Regions from separate parts of the Mus musculus genome. Here all the other regions are linked to region 2. A link is a contact called in public Hi-C and Micro-C data. All regions are on one chromosome and are shown on one strand. The core of a region is the stretch at or near the end of the contact, and the rest is flanking DNA. Distances in the headings are between cores, read along the strand shown. Region 1 overlaps Aff3 (AF4/FMR2 family, member 3). Region 2 overlaps Aff3 (AF4/FMR2 family, member 3). Region 3 has its middle 69 kb from the start of Lonrf2.

Region 1 (2,988 bases), core at 326-2,825, 210 kb after region 2:
TATCCATGTGGTACTGAGCATGCTTACTATACCCCACTATAGATGCTAGTGCCCATGTGGTACTGAGCATGTAGCAGACTAATCCCCTAGGGTTTTTATAAAATGAAGGGACCTTTATCCTACCCACACATTGTCCATCAGAAGTTACTGGAGAACTCCTCCAGAAAGTGCTGTATTTGGCAGGAAACTGCCTTAAAATAGAATATACAACCCTATATTAAAGGAGTTAATGACCACACATAACAGTGAATAGGTAGCTCACAAAAGCCACAGGGGCATGCAAGGCCAGTGTGCACATAGATATAGCAGGGCTTACTGGGCAAGGATTTGGGTTTCATTTGCTTACACATTTAGAAGAAGCAACACACGCACACGCACACGCACATGCACACTTGTGCTCCTTGCACCTTAAATGAAGGCAACTCCAGACCACTCCCACACACAACAGCAACAATCTTGAGTAGCCTCCTTTGCCTCCCGTGTTCAGTTTCTTGAAGACAGACAGGCTTTTGACTTTCAGCTTTATGGCTTGCTAGCTGAGTGTCTGTGGATAGATTATGTGATGTCCTTGAGTTTATTCTGGTTCTGTTGAAAGATATTGAAGATGGAGAAAGATGACATGAACCATGCCTGTGACACTCCTTTCACCTGTAACCCTTTTTGCTTCCTGGAGGTTCAGGCTGGTTAGAAACAGAAGCCTTTCTTTTTCCACCTTGCCTGAGATCACCGAGAACAGGACACTTTAACAACCCCCACCCCTGTCACTCTGCATCTCCCCCAATACCCTCTTCTGTTTCTTTCCCTCCTTACCAACATACCTTTCCTCCCAAGTCCTGGGATCTGCCTTGGAGCCTCAAAGGCTGTCTTCTTTCTAGAAACATCTTTCTTATGTTAAAACAAAACAAAACCAACAAAACACTTCAAGAAACACTATTTCCCATGCACCTTCAAAACACACACAGACAAAAGCCTTCTTCCTTCCTTCCTTCCTTCCTTCTTTCCTTCCTTCCTTCCTTCCTTCCTTCCTTCCTTCCTTCCTTCCTTCCTTCCCCGTTGTCTCTCGGAGTTTAGATTTATATCCTTTCTTACCTGTTGACTTTTCCTGCCTGTGGAGTGGACCTGTGATCTGCAGAAGCAAATGGAATAAGAGCCCTCTCATTCTGTGGCTGTATTATCACCAGGCACTCATTAAGCAAATCCGGCATTTTAATGCACTAACACAAACACATGACCGTGTAAGAGAAAGTATTACAGAAGTAGCACCACCCACAGCAACCCACGGAGTTGCAGTTGGAGAAAAGTGAGTTACAGCCCTGCTGAGGCAGGCACTGTTTCTGTCCGGGAAACTAAGTTCCCGACATTATATCTCATTTTTATATATCGTTGCTAAGCAACATTAAAAGGATATGGTAATTGCAGTTATGTGGACTTCCTTAATTTTTTTTTCCCTAACGCCACTTCTTAATTCTGTTAAATTAGCCTTGTCATTGATTCTGTGGTCTTTCCTGGATGTATTGACTGAGGCTCTGCAGTTAGCCGGGGTGGGGGTGGCGGTGGCGGCTTGCTTTTGTAACTGGATCACACGCCCGAGTCGTTATCAGCTGCTTGCTCATCTCCTATTGTTTTTTTTACACTGCAGCAGAGTTCCAGTATCTGCCATGTGATATAAAAACAAACAAGCATTAAAGTACAATACAAGCCCTAGACTGGGCCTGCTGGTGGATCAGTTATATCTGACCTGCTTTCTAGAATCCGTTTCCTGTCACTGGTGATCTTGACGCTCCAAGGACGTCTGTTTCTTTGTTCTGAAGTGCTTCTCCAGTCTTGCCTGCTTGCTTCTCCCCAGTACATGCTGTGTTTTGGCCTTAGCGCAGAGGTGATGGTCAGCTGGGAGTGGAAATGTAAGCCTCCATCTCAGGGTCAGCTGTTTTGGTGTTAAGGGAAGGGTTCCCACCCTATGGTTGCAACGACACTGATATACACAGCACCTGTGCTGGACCAGTGAGACCAAGCACCTTGTATTCGACTGGACGTCCTTCTCGAGGAAGGAGCACCCAGGACCATGCAAGGGCAGCATTCCACAACACTGAGCCGGCAGAGCTGCAGGACACGGGCTCCATACTTACAGAGGAGTGAGGTGACCTCTCTTTCTCACAGGAGGATATGACCAGCTTGTCAGAAAAATAGGGCCTGTGCCTGGTCCTCTGATAAAGGACCCTGCATGACTAAGGACATTAATCATGGGGCAGAATGGAGGTGGGTGAGAGCTTGGTGGCTTCACCAGTGTTAAGACAGCCCCTAACGTTGACTTGCAGTCTGTAGAAAGCTTCATTTGTGACCTCAGAAGGAAAGAATGTATAGTTTGCGCTTGGAAATCTAATATGATACCTTCCCAACCAAGTTGACTGTCCGAAAAGCCAATTGTCTGTTTAGGGACATAAGTGTTCTCTATCTCAGAAAAGGCATGCACACTGGGTATGTTGTAGCAGTTGAGATATTAGAGGCATGGCTAATTCAGTCCTAACCAAAGAGCTGCTGGGATTTTATCAGACTTACCAAGAACCAATGGGGCCTGAACCACCAAAGTGTGTGCCGTGCAATCATGAGGGCCTGAATGTAATTTCTAGAACCAATGTTAAAAAGCTAAACATAACAGTGTGATTTATAATCCCAGTTCAGGGGAGGTGGAAGCAGGGGGCCCCCAGGGCTTACTGGCTAGCGTATTCATGGAGTTCCAGGCCAGTGTGAGACCCTCTTTCCAAAAATAAGTGGAGGGTACCCATGGACTGACACCTGAGGTTGTCCCCTGGCCATTATGTACATGTACATAATGTGCCACACGTGTGTACTCCCCCACACATAAGCACACATCCAGAACCAACTGATCAGCTAACAACCCATATACTCGTCCCTAGCTCCTGTTAGCGCATGTCTAAGAGGACAGCTAGTATTCAAATGAACTAGTTTTTATTCACCAAGAACATCAGT
Region 2 (3,103 bases), core at 489-2,988:
CCCCCCCCCCCCCACCTCCAAACATAAATTTCCCCAGAGCCTCAACACATAGCTACCAGCCCTCCTGTCCCCAGCTTGTCTGACCCGTGCACTGTGGCCGTTTCTTTCTCATGGTTTTGGTTTGTTTGTTTGGTTTTTGTTTTATTCTTTCCCTGGATTCCCAGTTAATATCCTTTGGATTTTTTGTTTGTTTATTTGTTTTTGTTTTGTTTTTACATTACGTAGCTAGCGCTGAGTTGCTTTTCTGTACCACGCATTTTGTTTGCCCCAAAGGATCATCCAGATTTCAGATCAGAGTCACAATGACTTAGTGCAGCGGGAACTCAGGCACTCGGAAGGGACCTGAGCCACGGTGATCCACAGCCTCAGTTCCATGTAGCTCGTGACCTTGCAGCCCTGGGCAGTGCAAGGCTGGCCTCGACAGGAGAAGAACTAGTGGTTCATGAGCAGTTCCACCACTGTATTAAAAGCAAACATACTTTTCCTCCTATATTGAGGCCTTCAGCCTCTTGTGTTTAAACTATTTCCCATCCTGTTTGAACTCTCTTTCCTGGAACAAACATTTATTGTAAGCAGTGTAAACAGCTGGCACTCTGTTTGTGTTGCCTTTTGTATGTCTCTTCTGGGCTATTATTTAGTTAGCAGAGAGTTTGGAGACCTCAATTCATGTCTCGACGTTGTCACCAAATGGATAGCTTAGACAAATGTTTTAAATTTCTGGTCCAAGGTTCTCTCATGAAAAATAGCTGTTAAACACCCTCACCTGCTTTGTGGATATGGCTGGGGAAAGCAGTGGTTACCCAGAGTCTTGCAACATCCAGAGAAATGTGTTACAGGAAGCAATATTATGCTCTTATGAATTATTAATTACCATTATTACGCTCCTGCTGTCAGTTTCTCAGTGAAATTTAGACTCCATTTCTGCGGTGTGCTATTTAGATTTTTGTCGGCATTTTTTTTTGTGTGTGTCAGTGTGTTAGTTTAGACAAGGTAGAATCATTAAAGAGCATTTGGCACATAATTCTGACCTTTCGGGCCATAGACAGATGCACAGAAACAACTCTTGGTTAGCTTCTGGCTGATGGTCACATGGATGGGCTCACAGTGAGACTCAGGCTTGTCTGCTTGGTCCCTTTGTTATCAGGGAGGAAGGAGATAAGACACCCTCTGTGGCTTGTTCTCCCCTCCTTCCCTGGCAGTAGATTGGATGGAAGGAGCAGAGTTGTCTATCCCTCTAGGTATGGGTAGGGTGTCTGCCTAACCTCTGGAACAGCACTTTTTAAACTGTCTGAGGGTGAATAGTTACATTTTAATGTTTGCTAGGAAAATGGGAATCACCCGTGCTTTGGTGGTGCACACCTTTAATGCCAGCACTTGGGAGGCAGAGGCAGGTGGGTTTCTGAGTTCGAGGCCAGCCTGGTCTACAGAGTGAGTTCTAGGACAGCCAGGGCTATACAGAGAAACCCTGTCTCGGGAAAAAAAAAAAAAAAAAAGAAAGAAAGAAAGAAAAAAGAAAGGAGGGGGTGACTGCTATAGAGAGAACTGGTGTCTTGTTGGGTGGGTTCACCATCTCTGTATAATTTGAGTTGACAGGGAGAACCTTTCCAGCTTCCGTTTAGCTCTCCAGCCTTTGCCGAGTTCTGGAATTGTCCTATTTTCTTTTCAGTGACAGACCAATGTTGGACAGTATTTCCCCTGTCCTTGAAGATGTGCTAGGGTGGCATGCGATGTAATAGTTCCTTTCATATCTCTGAGACCATAGTTCCTGATAGAAACTTACGGCAGTAGAAATTTAATTTTGGCTCACAGTTTCGAAGGGTTTCAGACCATGATGACGAAAAGGCATGTTGGAACAGGTGGGTTCCATGGGGCCACAGGCTGTTCAGATCACAGCGGCATAGTAAGGGAGAAGCTGGAAATGATGGGTGACAGGTAGCAGGTTTCTGCGAACTGTAAACCTTGTGTGAGTTATATTTTCTGGGAGTTACAAAGTTAACTCATGGCTTGACCTTGAGAGTCTCTGCAGGACCTGCCTCCATCAGACAGGCCCCATATCTTAAAGCTTACATGGTCATGAGGCGGGGAACAACGCACATTTAGAACACCAGCCGGAACACCAGCCCGGGGTAGGGGGTAGGGTGCTTACTGCAGGTGCAAAGAGTAACAATGTTAATGAAAACATCACAAGTTAAAGTTTTGAAGCGCAGAGGGTGCTTCAGAAATGACCCTGTTGTTTGGCTCTCGTTTGGAAGGGCTAGAAAGGATATCTTGTTTCTTCAAAGCACTTTGAAATCAAAGAGAGGCTGTTTTCCCTCTTTAGGGATGCAGGTCCTGTGTTCCAAAGCTCTGCTCAGTTGATCTAGTGAAGTCACTACAAGTAAATGGGGTTTTACTGGTCTGCCAGAACCTTCTTCCCTCTGCAGATGGTAACAGGCACATTAAAGTGCAATCAACATCTTGCCACTATATGCCTGCAGTGGGCCAATTAGAATATCTAATGGCCATAAAGCCAGAGTTAATAAAACACATCTAAGAAACGGAAAATAAGATTACAAGTGTCATTTTGGCCTCTATTCAAATGGCAGAGAACAGGACGGCATGGAGACCAAGCCCAGGCCACGTCCAGTGTCTTTTTGCCCAAGTCTTGTGTAAAATGGGGTATCTTCTTCCCCACTATAATGTATTCTATTTTAAATTTTGACATAGGGAAGGTTTAGGATTCAGCTTGAAAAGGAATAGCAAAGTTAGTATCATTATAATTCCTCCGTCTCTCACCATTTTTCCCTTTAAGATAGTCCTGTGGAAATCCTGCTCCGTTCTCATGAGCCACAATGCCAGAAATATCTGCAGGGAGGCTTTACTTTCACCACGAGTGAGCTACTGCTTAGCAACATTGACCGTACACACGATTCTTGGGAAATCTCCCACTCTGAAATTGCCTGCATTTCTTTTTCTGGCTTAACTGTTGTATATAATCCCTGATTTATAATAATGGCAGCTGTCTGCTGATATGCTTGCAGAACCTACGGAATCTTCCTGGAAACTCTTTTATGCTTAATTTTAGACAGATGATGTCAGAGACCAGGTTACTTGAAGATAATGC
Region 3 (2,918 bases), core at 279-2,778, 180 kb before region 2:
TATCCATACTCAACATCCAGACAGAAAGGTTTGAGGGAGCCGTGATGTGGGCAACACAGTTGGTTCACACTCAACACAATGCTGGTTTCACCGAGCAAAGACCAGGCTTCTGTGTCAGGTCCTGGCTTAGGAGTAAAGCCAGGAAGAACTCAGGGGGTTCACAGAGAGGCCCTAAACCTGTGGGCCTCAGCAGAGAACTGGGTAGTACTCAGATCACAATTTGCCACATGTGGACAGAACACCAGGAATACATTGTAACTTGCAACATTTTAGAACAGTTAGCAAACAGCTGGATGCCCTGTTCTCAGTGAGTTAGGCCAGAGCGTCAGCAAAGCAGGTTTTGTTATGGAGGTCAGCAGAAAAATAATCGGGTTGAGTACAGCAGTATATTCAAAAGTGCATCTCCATCCAATGCTGTGGGTTGGTTTCACTTCAGAAGCAGAATGAGGAGGAAAAAAAACCTTCTTTAGGAACTTTCCAGAGCTTCAGATATGGAGGGCACCGAAGCAATGCTGCTTTTCCCTCCGCGGCAAAAGACAGGCACATGCTCTGCGCACTCTCACATCACCAACACAAAATTTGCATTAAAAAAAAAATCCTGGGGTTTGTTGTTGGTATTTGGCTTCTAAATGGAAGGGAAAAGGCTGGAAAATGGGTAAGAGTTTTCCCAGAAAAACTCAAGCGAGTCACAAGAAAGCAAAAAGGGGGCATGTAGAGGGGATGCATACGGGCGTGTGTGAGGAGGAGGGTCCGTGACACCCTTAACTAGGTCTAAAGAACAAGTTCTTTCACTTGAAGACAAGGCGAGGTAAGGAGAGAGAAGATGCAGAGAAAGTGATCCTGACCCTTTTAAAAAAGAGGAGCCTCGCAGCGGAGGAAGCAAGTTCTTATTCCCCGCCAGTAGAGGGCACTGTCGAGCAGATTTTGGCTGCTGCTTGGCAAGGGGTCTTGCAGGGAGCGGGGCTGGGGCCAGGAGCGGTGATTGCTCAAGTGGATGGAAGGCGTGTTTCTTAGGGTGCCACTCAGAGTGTATGAATACCAGGGGCGGATTTGCATTTTTAAAAACGTTATGCTAATATATTAATATCTCATAGCAACAGAGAAAAGCTGTGGGCCTTCCATGGAGTCCCCGATTCTCTCCACAAACCCTTCTGACAGGTAGCGATTTATATAAAATGCTCGGAGGAGGCTGTAAGAGATTGTGATACATATTTCATAATATTTTCTAGCACAGCACTTGATCTCACGGGCAGATTCATGAAAATGCAGTATTTATTATACAATATCCATGTTTTATTAAACCTGGTTACATAGCAAGGGAGACATTTGTGGCAGAAGCCTCAAGGCTAAGCTGGGGCTTGGAGGGGGGGGGGCACAAACTCCCAAGAGCCCAAGAAAGAAGCCAGATGTTGAATGGTATCGTGGGCCCAGGGCTCTGTCTATAACCTCCCTCCCATAGCCCTGGGGAGGCCCTAGCTACCCTGATGAAAGGAACGGGCTCACCGCTCTCCCACTGGCCACAGAACTGAGCAGAGTATTAATAACACGTTCAAAGACAGAGGCCCTCTATCTTATCAGAAGTAGAAGGGAGTCTAGCTTGTTATCCAGTCTGCCGCCCCCAACTTATCTTTGGAGCCACATGGTAGAATGCATCCTTCAGTCTCCTCAGCACTGCAAGGCTCCCATCCAACCTGCCCTCCTGGAAACCTTAGAAATCTGAGGAGGGTTTGCTTCACACAGGGCGCTGTGGGCCAGGAATCAATCGGTCTGGCTCCCCTCTGATCTCCCAGGGCTGTGCGCATGCGCATGGGGCCCCAGCAGCTGGGGTAACTCTACTCCCACAACCGTTCCTTTCTTTTCCTGGACAAGATTTATACAGCACGGTTTAGTCTTACACAGACCGACATTCCCGAGGGGAGGGGGGCTGAACTCCCATGGACCACGGCCCTTCTGCTCCCTACAAGCCAGCTTGAAGATGGAGGTTTAGATAAAGCTGGGTTGATACTCAAGGAAATGGGATTTTGTATGAGACAAGGACTCACTTTAAATGACTTGATGGATTGTGTTGACCCTTGAGAGCCAGCGACCTTGCTGCCGCTGTCCATTCTTTCCTGATGAGTTGGGTGGACAGTGTCACAGTGTAAGAGGCCCTCTCCCAGAAGACAAGCGAAAGGTCTTGAAGACCTCTTGATAGAGGTGGGGTCATGAATGGTAGCTGTGGAAAGGATGCTGAGAGAGCAAAACAGCAAATATGCATCCTTCGGGGCTTTGTTTGTTTGTTTGTTTGTTGTTTTTATTTTGTTGGTGAGGGGATTGGCCAGAGGCGTTTCCCAGAAATCAGCCACACACACTGGAGAAGCAGCTGTGCCTTTTCAACTCCGGAGTGTGTGTGTGTGTGTGTGTGTGTGTGTGTGTGTGTGTGTGTGTATGTGTAGGGTGTGCTGAGCCCACAGTGTCTGCCTTTTACTTACCTGAGATGCCAGCTCCAGACAGTCTTGGCCTGGAGGCTGATCTGAATAGTAATCAGTCTCTCCTGTCTCCCTCGCTGTACAAGAACCCAGGACACTAATAGCATCCCCAGGGAGTGCTGCTACTGGGAAGTGTCTGCTGGGTCTGTGGTGTCTGCGGCTGGGGCTCTCAGCTCACCTCATTCATCCTCCTGTGCAGCAGCTAGGATGAAAAGGATTTTCAACTTAGTTGGCAGCTTCATTAAAAGAAAAAAGGAAAGGAAGGAAGGAAGAGAAAAAGGAAGGAAGGAAGGAAGGAAGGAAGGAAGGAAGGAAGGAAGGAAGAAAGAAAGAAAGAAAGAAAGAAAGAAAGAAAGAAAGAAAGAAAGAAAGGAAGAAAGAAAGGAAGGAAGGAAGAAAGAAAAAAGAAGCGCTTGATTCTGTTGGTGCTAGTGGTATAACATTTATGTC

Evidence for each region. A called contact is a pair of places that touch in the nucleus more often than the background predicts.
Region 1: a Hi-C map of the G1E-ER4 cell line shows a contact between it and region 2, with 5 times the contacts expected there. The contact joins two enhancer-like sites. A contact is called at or near these places in 10 of 39 promoter capture datasets (the C10 cell line, the HPC-7 cell line, cranial neural crest and 5 more), 1 of 15 datasets of contacts at CTCF or cohesin (pro-B cells), 7 of 484 Hi-C or Micro-C datasets (the G1E-ER4 cell line, the HPC-7 cell line, embryonic stem cells and 3 more), 4 of 115 datasets of contacts at active chromatin or transcription factors (the HPC-7 cell line, embryonic basal ganglia, fibro-adipogenic progenitors and 1 more) and 1 of 9 other capture datasets (embryonic stem cells).
Region 3: a contact with region 2 is called in a Micro-C map of the G1E-ER4 cell line, with 4 times the contacts expected there. The contact joins two enhancer-like sites. A contact is called at or near these places in 4 of 15 datasets of contacts at CTCF or cohesin (CD8 T cells, the NIH/3T3 cell line, large pre-B cells and 1 more), 6 of 484 Hi-C or Micro-C datasets (the G1E-ER4 cell line, bone marrow-derived dendritic cells and female germline stem cells) and 6 of 115 datasets of contacts at active chromatin or transcription factors (the HPC-7 cell line, craniofacial prominence, embryonic fibroblasts and 3 more).

What each region holds. Positions count from the first base shown.
Region 1 is chr1:38,383,263-38,386,250 of GRCm38.p6, reverse strand. The region is part of intron 5 of Aff3 (AF4/FMR2 family, member 3); the gene reads left to right. Among named protein-coding and RNA genes, the nearest start is that of Gm16150, 170 kb to the right of the region's middle. Within about 2 kb of position 1,575, at least 16 of the 459 cell types and tissues checked have an H3K27ac peak or open chromatin away from gene starts, as enhancers often do. A contact at or near this core is called in the G1E-ER4 cell line, where this site is marked.
Region 2 is chr1:38,588,711-38,591,813 of GRCm38.p6, reverse strand. All of the region lies in intron 1 of Aff3 (AF4/FMR2 family, member 3), which reads left to right. Among named protein-coding and RNA genes, the nearest start is that of Aff3, 37 kb to the left of the region's middle. Within about 2 kb of position 1,738, at least 5 of the 459 cell types and tissues checked have an H3K27ac peak or open chromatin away from gene starts, as enhancers often do. A contact at or near this core is called in the G1E-ER4 cell line, where this site is marked.
Region 3 is chr1:38,766,046-38,768,963 of GRCm38.p6, reverse strand. No RefSeq gene overlaps it. Among named protein-coding and RNA genes, the nearest start is that of Lonrf2, 69 kb to the left of the region's middle. Within about 2 kb of position 1,528, at least 71 of the 459 cell types and tissues checked have an H3K27ac peak or open chromatin away from gene starts, as enhancers often do. A contact at or near this core is called in the G1E-ER4 cell line, where this site is marked.